2 separate regions of the Sus scrofa genome follow, and region 1 is linked to region 2. The links are chromatin contacts, called in public Hi-C maps. All regions are on one chromosome and are shown on one strand. Each heading gives the region's core, a stretch centred on a gene start, on an enhancer-like site or on the middle of the called end of the contact. The rest is flanking DNA. Distances are from core to core; before and after follow the strand shown.

What was found. Hi-C and Micro-C count contacts between places; a contact is called where the count stands out from the background.
Region 1: a contact with region 2 is called in a Hi-C map of liver, with 1.9 times the contacts expected there. The contact joins the enhancer-like site here to the promoter of PPP1R21 in region 2. A contact is called at or near these places in 1 of 5 promoter capture datasets (liver), 3 of 47 Hi-C or Micro-C datasets (embryonic fibroblasts and liver) and 1 of 2 datasets of contacts at active chromatin or transcription factors (alveolar macrophages).

What each region holds. Positions count from the first base shown.
Region 1 is chr3:92,402,257-92,405,945 of Sscrofa11.1, forward strand. No RefSeq gene overlaps it. Among named protein-coding and RNA genes, the nearest start is that of FOXN2, 67 kb to the left of the region's middle. Within about 2 kb of position 2,140, at least 6 of the 83 cell types and tissues checked have an H3K27ac peak or open chromatin away from gene starts, as enhancers often do. A contact at or near this core is called in liver, where this site is marked.
Region 2 is chr3:92,225,294-92,229,236 of Sscrofa11.1, forward strand. It overlaps PPP1R21 (protein phosphatase 1 regulatory subunit 21), which reads right to left and starts at 2,426. Exons shown (of 22, transcript XM_003125155.6): 1 at 2,232-2,426. The coding sequence starts at 2,288.

The sequences.
Region 1 (3,689 bases), core at 890-3,389, 180 kb after region 2:
GGTACTGGATATTATCTATAAATTGTTAGGAAGATTGTAGTGGGGGCTGCTGGAGTCCTTGTTTGTGAAATTTGTCCTGAAGCCACAGTTGGTATTTATAATTTCCTTCCTTCTTACCAGAAATTCAGCTATTTTGGATTCATTTTGTCTGTTAATTCCATTGGCGTCAGGGCTAGATATTTTGGACTGCCAAAAAGAAAGTTTTAGATGGGTCTTCCCTTATCCTTTGCTGTTTTCAAAATGCAAATCTCCCGCCTTCTGGCATTATGGATAGCTTGATATTATTGATTCCCATGAAAAGAGAAAAGCACACAGGGGTCATGGGTTGCACTTTCTGGATAGATAGGAGTCTCAGCTTGACAGCTGAGCCTTTTTAGAAAGTTAAGGAAAAATGAATTCATTTACCAATAGAAGGAAGATGGACATGCTTTGGACCAAAGGCTAGCAAGTATCAAAGTTGCCACTGTTCATCATCCAAATAGTGAAGCCTGTGTGTTCAGGAAAACCACCAGCCTCAATGAAGAGATGGTCAGAAGAGGAGAATTAAGGTAGTCCTTAAAGAGCAGTTTGGGGAGAGTAATAAAATTTGTTTTGGTACCCTCCTTCATCCCTCATCAGCCTCAGCTTTTTCTTCTCTTGCTGGCCTGTGTTACATTTGTCTCAGTCTCTGCTAAAACACTAACCATTCATAATATGTCATCTGATAAAAGATTGGTATAACCCTTTCAAAAGATATTAGCACTTTAGAGTACTTATCAAGATGTTTCAAAATTAAAGAGTAGGACTTTACTGATGGAATAACAAATGATAGGGTTAATCTTCCCCATCCCCCACCTGATTTTGACCAGAAGGTTCCACTAGCCTATTGGAACCTTCTGGTCAAAATCAGGTGAGGTATGGGGCAGATTAATGTAATATAGCTTATGATTACTTCTGAGGACAAAATTATATCCATGCCCCCTGACATCTGGCCCACATTCAGACCCTATTGTTATTGACCTAAAGGTGTCTTTAATAATTTATAGTTCTACTATTATCAAGCTCAGAATATGTGCATTGTGATTAGTTTGAGTGTTTCAGACATAGAGCTCACGTCTGTCAACGGAGGTTATGGCTTAGACTCTCCAACTATCTTCCAAATTCATACCTGGTCACTAGGAGTATTATTAGCTCAGAAACCAATTGTAAAATTTCCAGGTTCCATTCATCTGGCAATTTAAAAACACTTCTTGGTACTGTTTTTGCAATGGGAAACTCTTCAACAACATTGAGTTGAGAAACTAGTGTGTTTTAGGTATGAAGTAGCCTGTGTTAAACTGGGGATTCTCCAGGGGAGAAACAGGCAAATATTAAGTAATGTCTTAGACTCCAGGTCCCAGAGAAGGGAGTGGTAGAGCGTGAAAGGATTACTTTAGGGTTGCTTTAGAGGAAGGAAATGGAGAAGAATTCGGTGCCCCTTGGGGGAACTAAAATATATGCATACCAACTTCTTCCTCCAGTAAATCAAAGAATGCCTCCAGCCCTTAGATTCAGTACCCACTGATTTAGAGTTTATGATCTTTTGACTCTGCCTTGGTGCTATCTACAAGAATAAGATTTATTAAACAATTGACTAGAAAGATAAGTTTTCAGAGGGAAATAATGAAACCATTTTAGAGAACACTCTTTTCATATGGAAGCAATTGATAGGCTAATTAAAATGAATGCTGTTTACCTGTTAATTAATTATAGGAAGGACCTAGAAGGCCCTTCCCTTGAAATGTTTTCCTCTAACATTTGAATGTGAGTTTTGAATGTAGTTACCATAAGCACTCACAATTAATTATGTTACACTTCTATGGCTGAGTTTGTAATTCATACCTGCCCCTGTTTCCCAACAAGCAGTTCAAAAAGTGGAACTTTATTAAAAGCTGTGAAATGAGACCATGTGCCACAGAGACTGAATAAAACATTGATCCTTCCTCAGGAAGAAAGGGGCTGGTGGCAGTGGTAAAAAGCTTTCAGTAGGAAGGAAGCAAATGACTTTGGTAAAGTATTTGGATGGTCTGTCAAATAACAAGCCGGAGGAAATTGTGGGGTGGGTCAGGAAAAAGGTTAACTGAAAAGACCTTCAAAGCGATGTCAACAACCGATAGGAGTGAGTGTACTTGTGGGTTTGGGTTGCCAAGAGCTCAAAGTCCCACGAGTGTGAGAAAACCCATGGTTTAAGAATTTAGAAGACCAGAAAAAGCTATCTTTTTGAAAGGAGCTGGTCATTTTGCAATCTTTAAACCATGCAGGGAAGTTTAGACTCAGAAAAAGTGAATACAGAGCTGATTCACTCTAAAGTTTGCCATTAGAATGGAGACATTCACATCAGCCTACATGCAAAATGGGATGAGAACCTTGTTCTACTATATAGTGATTCCACCGGTAAATATTCCCTGTTGTCTTGGTCTAAGAGATACCACAGCATTTTTTTTTTTAAATATTTGCTCTAGTTCAGTTTGAAAGTTAGCGCCTTTAGAGGTTTTATTAAAAGAGGTGAAAGCAAAACAAAGCCATTGTAATTGCTGTATCTATCTATCTAGTACACATGCCTGCAAGTTCAGCACCAAGCCCTGTGCCAAGGGAGTGGGTCAGAGAAGAAACTGAGGGAAACCAGGGCACTTGCTTGTTAAAAAGTTTACTCAAGAAATAAGTTTAATAAAAAATCAGGGACAGGGGAAGCAGAAAATTCTTTGTGTTTTTGCTCACGTTTTGGGTGCAGGAGTCTCTGCTCATTTCTATTATGGAAATAGCCATTGATAATACTGGAAATTAACTTAATTATGTTCATTTCATTTAAAAAATACTTAAAATGTGTGGTTTTTCCATTTGAGCTGCTTTATTTTGACCCTAAATTTTTATTTATACCAGCTAACTTGTTTGGTTATTCACAATGTCTCTCTGCCTGTTAGATTGGAAGCTCCTTGGGGGTAAATTTCCATTCTCTCAACACTCAAGATGCTTTGCTTTTTCCCTTCCCTATAAATCCACCATGGATGTCTGTGGACAGTTCTTTGGCAATGCCAGTTCTGGAGGCATTGTTTGGTATTAGAAATTGCTGGAAGGTAGCTGATTTCCCAAAGAGCAAAAATACACCAGCATCTGAAGTTATCATTTAGACATGATTCTCAACACATTAGAATTCTTGAACCCTTTGCGAGGAATTATAAGGAAAATGCAAGGTAACCAAGTCTTTAGTGGCACATGCCAAGATGTAGACACCAAGAAGCCCACCACCATTTCTTATAACATCCACTAACAGATGTCGCAGACCTGGAAATGGGCACTTCCATGGGCTCTGTGTTTTGGAAAACACTCTAGTAACACCACTGTCTCTAGAACATGGAGGAAATAAATATATTTCAAAAACAACCCATGAATAAATACAATCATATGGTCCTTTGACTTGAATTGTTTTCAGCTTGGAAATAGAGACAATGGATGCCAGTAGGGAAAATTGTATCCATTGTTCCAAAACCTCCTAAATCAGATCAGACACAAATCTGAAGGGTTTGAATGGCTTTCAGGATCTCCAGCTGATGATCCTGGAGGAAGCCACGGCCATCTGGAAGTTTAAAGACAATTCTATCAGGTAAATAGAATGGGTAGAGTTAATTATAGCAATAAATAGAGTTCAGAGCTCCTGACTCATAGGAGCCATA
Region 2 (3,943 bases), core at 1,176-3,675:
ACATCACCTCAAGCTACTATGTGAATAAAATAGCTTCAATGCGCCTTCCAACATAAATACTATGATTGCATCTAACCTTTAATACACTCTTCCCTCCAAACCTTCCTGCCCATCCTCCTCTGCCGGTAGCAGTGGTGTTCCCTCAGAGCAGTCCACGGGTCTACCTTAGGGTCAACCCAGTCTTCCCTCGCTCACCATGTCCCACAGAATGAATGAGACACAAGGATGCCGTGTGCAAAGCAGGCACTCAAGAGAGGTAAGCTAAACCATACTTTTAAATCATGATTCCTAAATCTAAGACCCTGTTTTTATCTCAACCATCACTGATTTTATTTAATCCTACACACTCTCTCCTAAATTATTCTAAGAGCCTATACTCTAGTCTCCTTTTCACCAGTCTTTCCCTATCTGAGTCCATCCTCCACACAGCTCCAGTGTTCTTCCTAAAAGCAATGTCCTTCTCCTCTCTGAAAGCCTTTAATGACTCTCCATTACTCAAAGATAAAGTCCAAATGTCTTATTTGACATCCACAACCCTTCATGATTGGGTCCAGATTATCTCTCCACCCATATTTCACCATTCTCTGTCCCATATTTGCACATGCCTTCCTGTCAGCCAAAAGAGACTGTCCCCTTTGTCTGGAGTGCCACCATCCATCCCTTCCTCCCTCTTCCCCACTCTCCAATACCAGTAACTTCTACCTTTACCCATTATCTCTACTGTGCTCCCACTGAACTAATACTTGTCATCTTGTATCATAATTATGCACAAAGTTTAAACTTTCTATTAAATGGTTCTCCTGAAGGCAGAATTCTGCCTCACTCAATAGAGCCTGGAAGACTGTTCATATCAGCACATAATAAGTGTTTGCAGAACCAAAGAGCTTACTCATCCAAAAGAAGAAAATCTTTCAAAGTGTTTATTACTTTGGGGAGGCTATACAATTATTTCAGCAATGCAGTCACGGCTCAAAATATTTCTGGAATGCTCTTTTGCCATTTGGAATTGCCTTCTGAGCTTATTTCTCTCCTGAGAAGAAAATCAGTCCCCTTACTTTATGCTCATACAAACTTTCGGCCGAAAATATATTCCTTCAAAGGGTAAAAACCTGCCATCACTAACACCCTGCCACAGGCTCTTAAGACATTCAAATGGAAGTGCAAGAAGTTTTGCCAATGGTAGCACCGTTGGAGTAAGTGTAGTATCTGAGGCTTCCATTTGATGATGGAAAGACTTAAAGTGTGCATGTTTTAGGCATGGGTTTTATTTTTCAAAGAATATTTCATTTCACCTTGCTGCATATTTGTTAAATGAAAACGTGTCTCAATTTCTCCAAATTGTAAAAAGGGGGCTGTCTTCCCATTGCTCCGATGAATGCCAAGATCACTGAAAACTAAGTTCAATGACTACTGAATCAATTTCTAAATATGTAAGATTCCGCTTTTATAACTTCATTAGAATATGCTTGAGGCAGAACCACCCTATCCAGAAAAGCAGCACCGCCCTTTTCCAAGAAAAAAGGTTCCATCATTTAAAAGACAGATGCCATAAATATGACAAAAGGGGAGATTCCTATTTTGCTTAGTTCAACACGTATTGAGCACCTGCTGGGTAATCCGTCCCACGCCAGGTGATTCGTGAAAAAGAAGGAGAAAAAGACACAGCCCTAGCACTAAAGCTTTCAAAAGCATTTCCAGACAACATCTTGCCACAGCACTGAATCCATTCGTAACCACCCATCTCTGGTGCATCAGTTTACGCGCATGACTCTATTTACATTTTTGATTTGACCGGGGGCAGATGAATTTCTATCCTCATATCATCCCTGTGGGAAGGGAAAAAGCTTGCTCTTTCCCATCACTGGGCTGGGAAAACTGAGGAAGCAGAAGTGGAGGAGTGGTCCTCACCTTTCCCTTCCCCTCCCGACCAGCACCAGAGACGGAAGCCAGGATTTTGACATCCCAGTACAAGCCCGTTAGTTCAGTGAGAAGGAAGAATCAAACTCCTGCGCCTTCCCGCAGAAATGCACACGGACCCAGACACCGCCCGGCCCCATCTCCTGGGAGCTGCAGGTGGAAGCACGGTAATGGAGGACAGAGGAGGCGGAGGAAAGAGGAGGGGAGCATTCGCGTGCCCCTTCCGCCGTCCCCCTCTGTCCTGACAAGTCGCTGCCAAGGCAACCTGAGGCCGTAGGGCCAGGGACCCCCTACTCCCCGCATACGACGGGTACCTTCGAGTACTCCTGAGCCAGCTTCTGGTACTTCCCCTGCAACTCTGCCGAGGCCATGGCCTCCCCCGCCCCGTCAAGGCCGGGCTGCCCAGGCCGCTCAGCCCCGCCCCCCGCCCCCAACCCCAGACACGCTGTCGGGCTCGGCTCAGCCACCGCCTGCCCGATCTGCCACCGCCGCCGCCGCACCTCCTCCTCCACTTCCGGGTTCGCCCGGTGAGAGGAAGGCGGAGTGGAGCCGGAGGCGGAGCAACCACCGGGGGCGGGACGACGTCTTGACGTCACCGTCCCACCCTCCCGCGCCCGAGCACGTGCGCGCGCAGCCTCGTTGGCGCTTCTGGGCTTTGCCTCTGGGACCAGGGGGCGCCATCTTGACGCATGGTCCAAGATGGCCACCTAGAACAGGAAAGGAGAGAATCGAAATGGGAAGAGAATGATGAAAGCCCACAGAATGGGCGGGGGACCGAAGAGAGAGGCGGTGGTTGCGAAGAACCGACGACCGGAAGAAGAAATATTCTAAGCGTGCATCAAGAATTCTGGCCGAACGCGCGCGCGCGCGCGCGCACACACACACACACACACACACACACACACACACACACACACACACCGGTTCCCATAGCAACCGTCTGGCGTTTGATGATTACATCTTTCAGAAGACGCGCGGAAAGACCTCTATATTCCGCTACCTCGTAATCTGAATATGGTAGCACCGGACATGCCCTGCCTTGTAAACTCTCTGATCTCCCTCAAATTTATAGCGTTCGCTGCTGCCACCCTCCCAAACTCCAGACCAAACCGTCATTGTCTTATATTTTGACCTTGAGATGTCTTTGTATCCATTCCATACTCACACTACATCCACCCACCCCTGCCCCCACACGGGCATGGCACCAGAGCCTTTTTCAGTAGATTGGGTAAAAAGGCTTTAGAAAATTTCAGAGATTGACCCCTGCCACGCATGGAGATAGAATGGATGTTAAATGACAAATAATGATAGTTGAAGCAAAAAATATTCTGCCTAAAATATTTTATGCCATTTCATTCGTTAAATATGTTTTGAGGACATACTGTATGTTAGATACTGCTCTAAGCATTGCATTTATTGCAGCATTGAAGCATACATAGAGGAATGAATAAATTTAGAATATATGTTTGCCATAAATTGTCACACGGCTGTTTGAAACTAATAACCTAGATCTGTATATATCTGCACATGTCATATCAAGATGAAAAAACACTATGTTAAATGTAAAAACAAATGTCAATTTACTATAGCGTGATAAGATACATTTAAAAAATATGAAGCAACATTTGTACTGCTCATGTACACATGAACATGTGCTAAAAATAAAAAACAAGAACTGGGAATATACACATCAAATTCTGGGTTGTGATTGCCCCTAATGAGAAAAAGAAGAAAGGAATGAAAAAAGGAAAACAAAGGAGCATAAACTTTAATTTTTTCAGGATGTTAACATTTATTATCCTGTACAGGGGGTGTTAACTATATTGGCATTTTAGAATGCTTGAAATTTTCCATGATTGAAAAAACTGCTATCCTGGTTTCTTGTTTGATTATGAGGAATTCCAGGATTTTATAATGAAAGCTTGTGCCCATATGCACTTTTCAGCCATTGTAAAAGGGATTATAAACTTTTTTAAATGTTGTTTATAGGAAGTTCTCTTGTGCAGTGAGCTAAGGATCCAGTGTT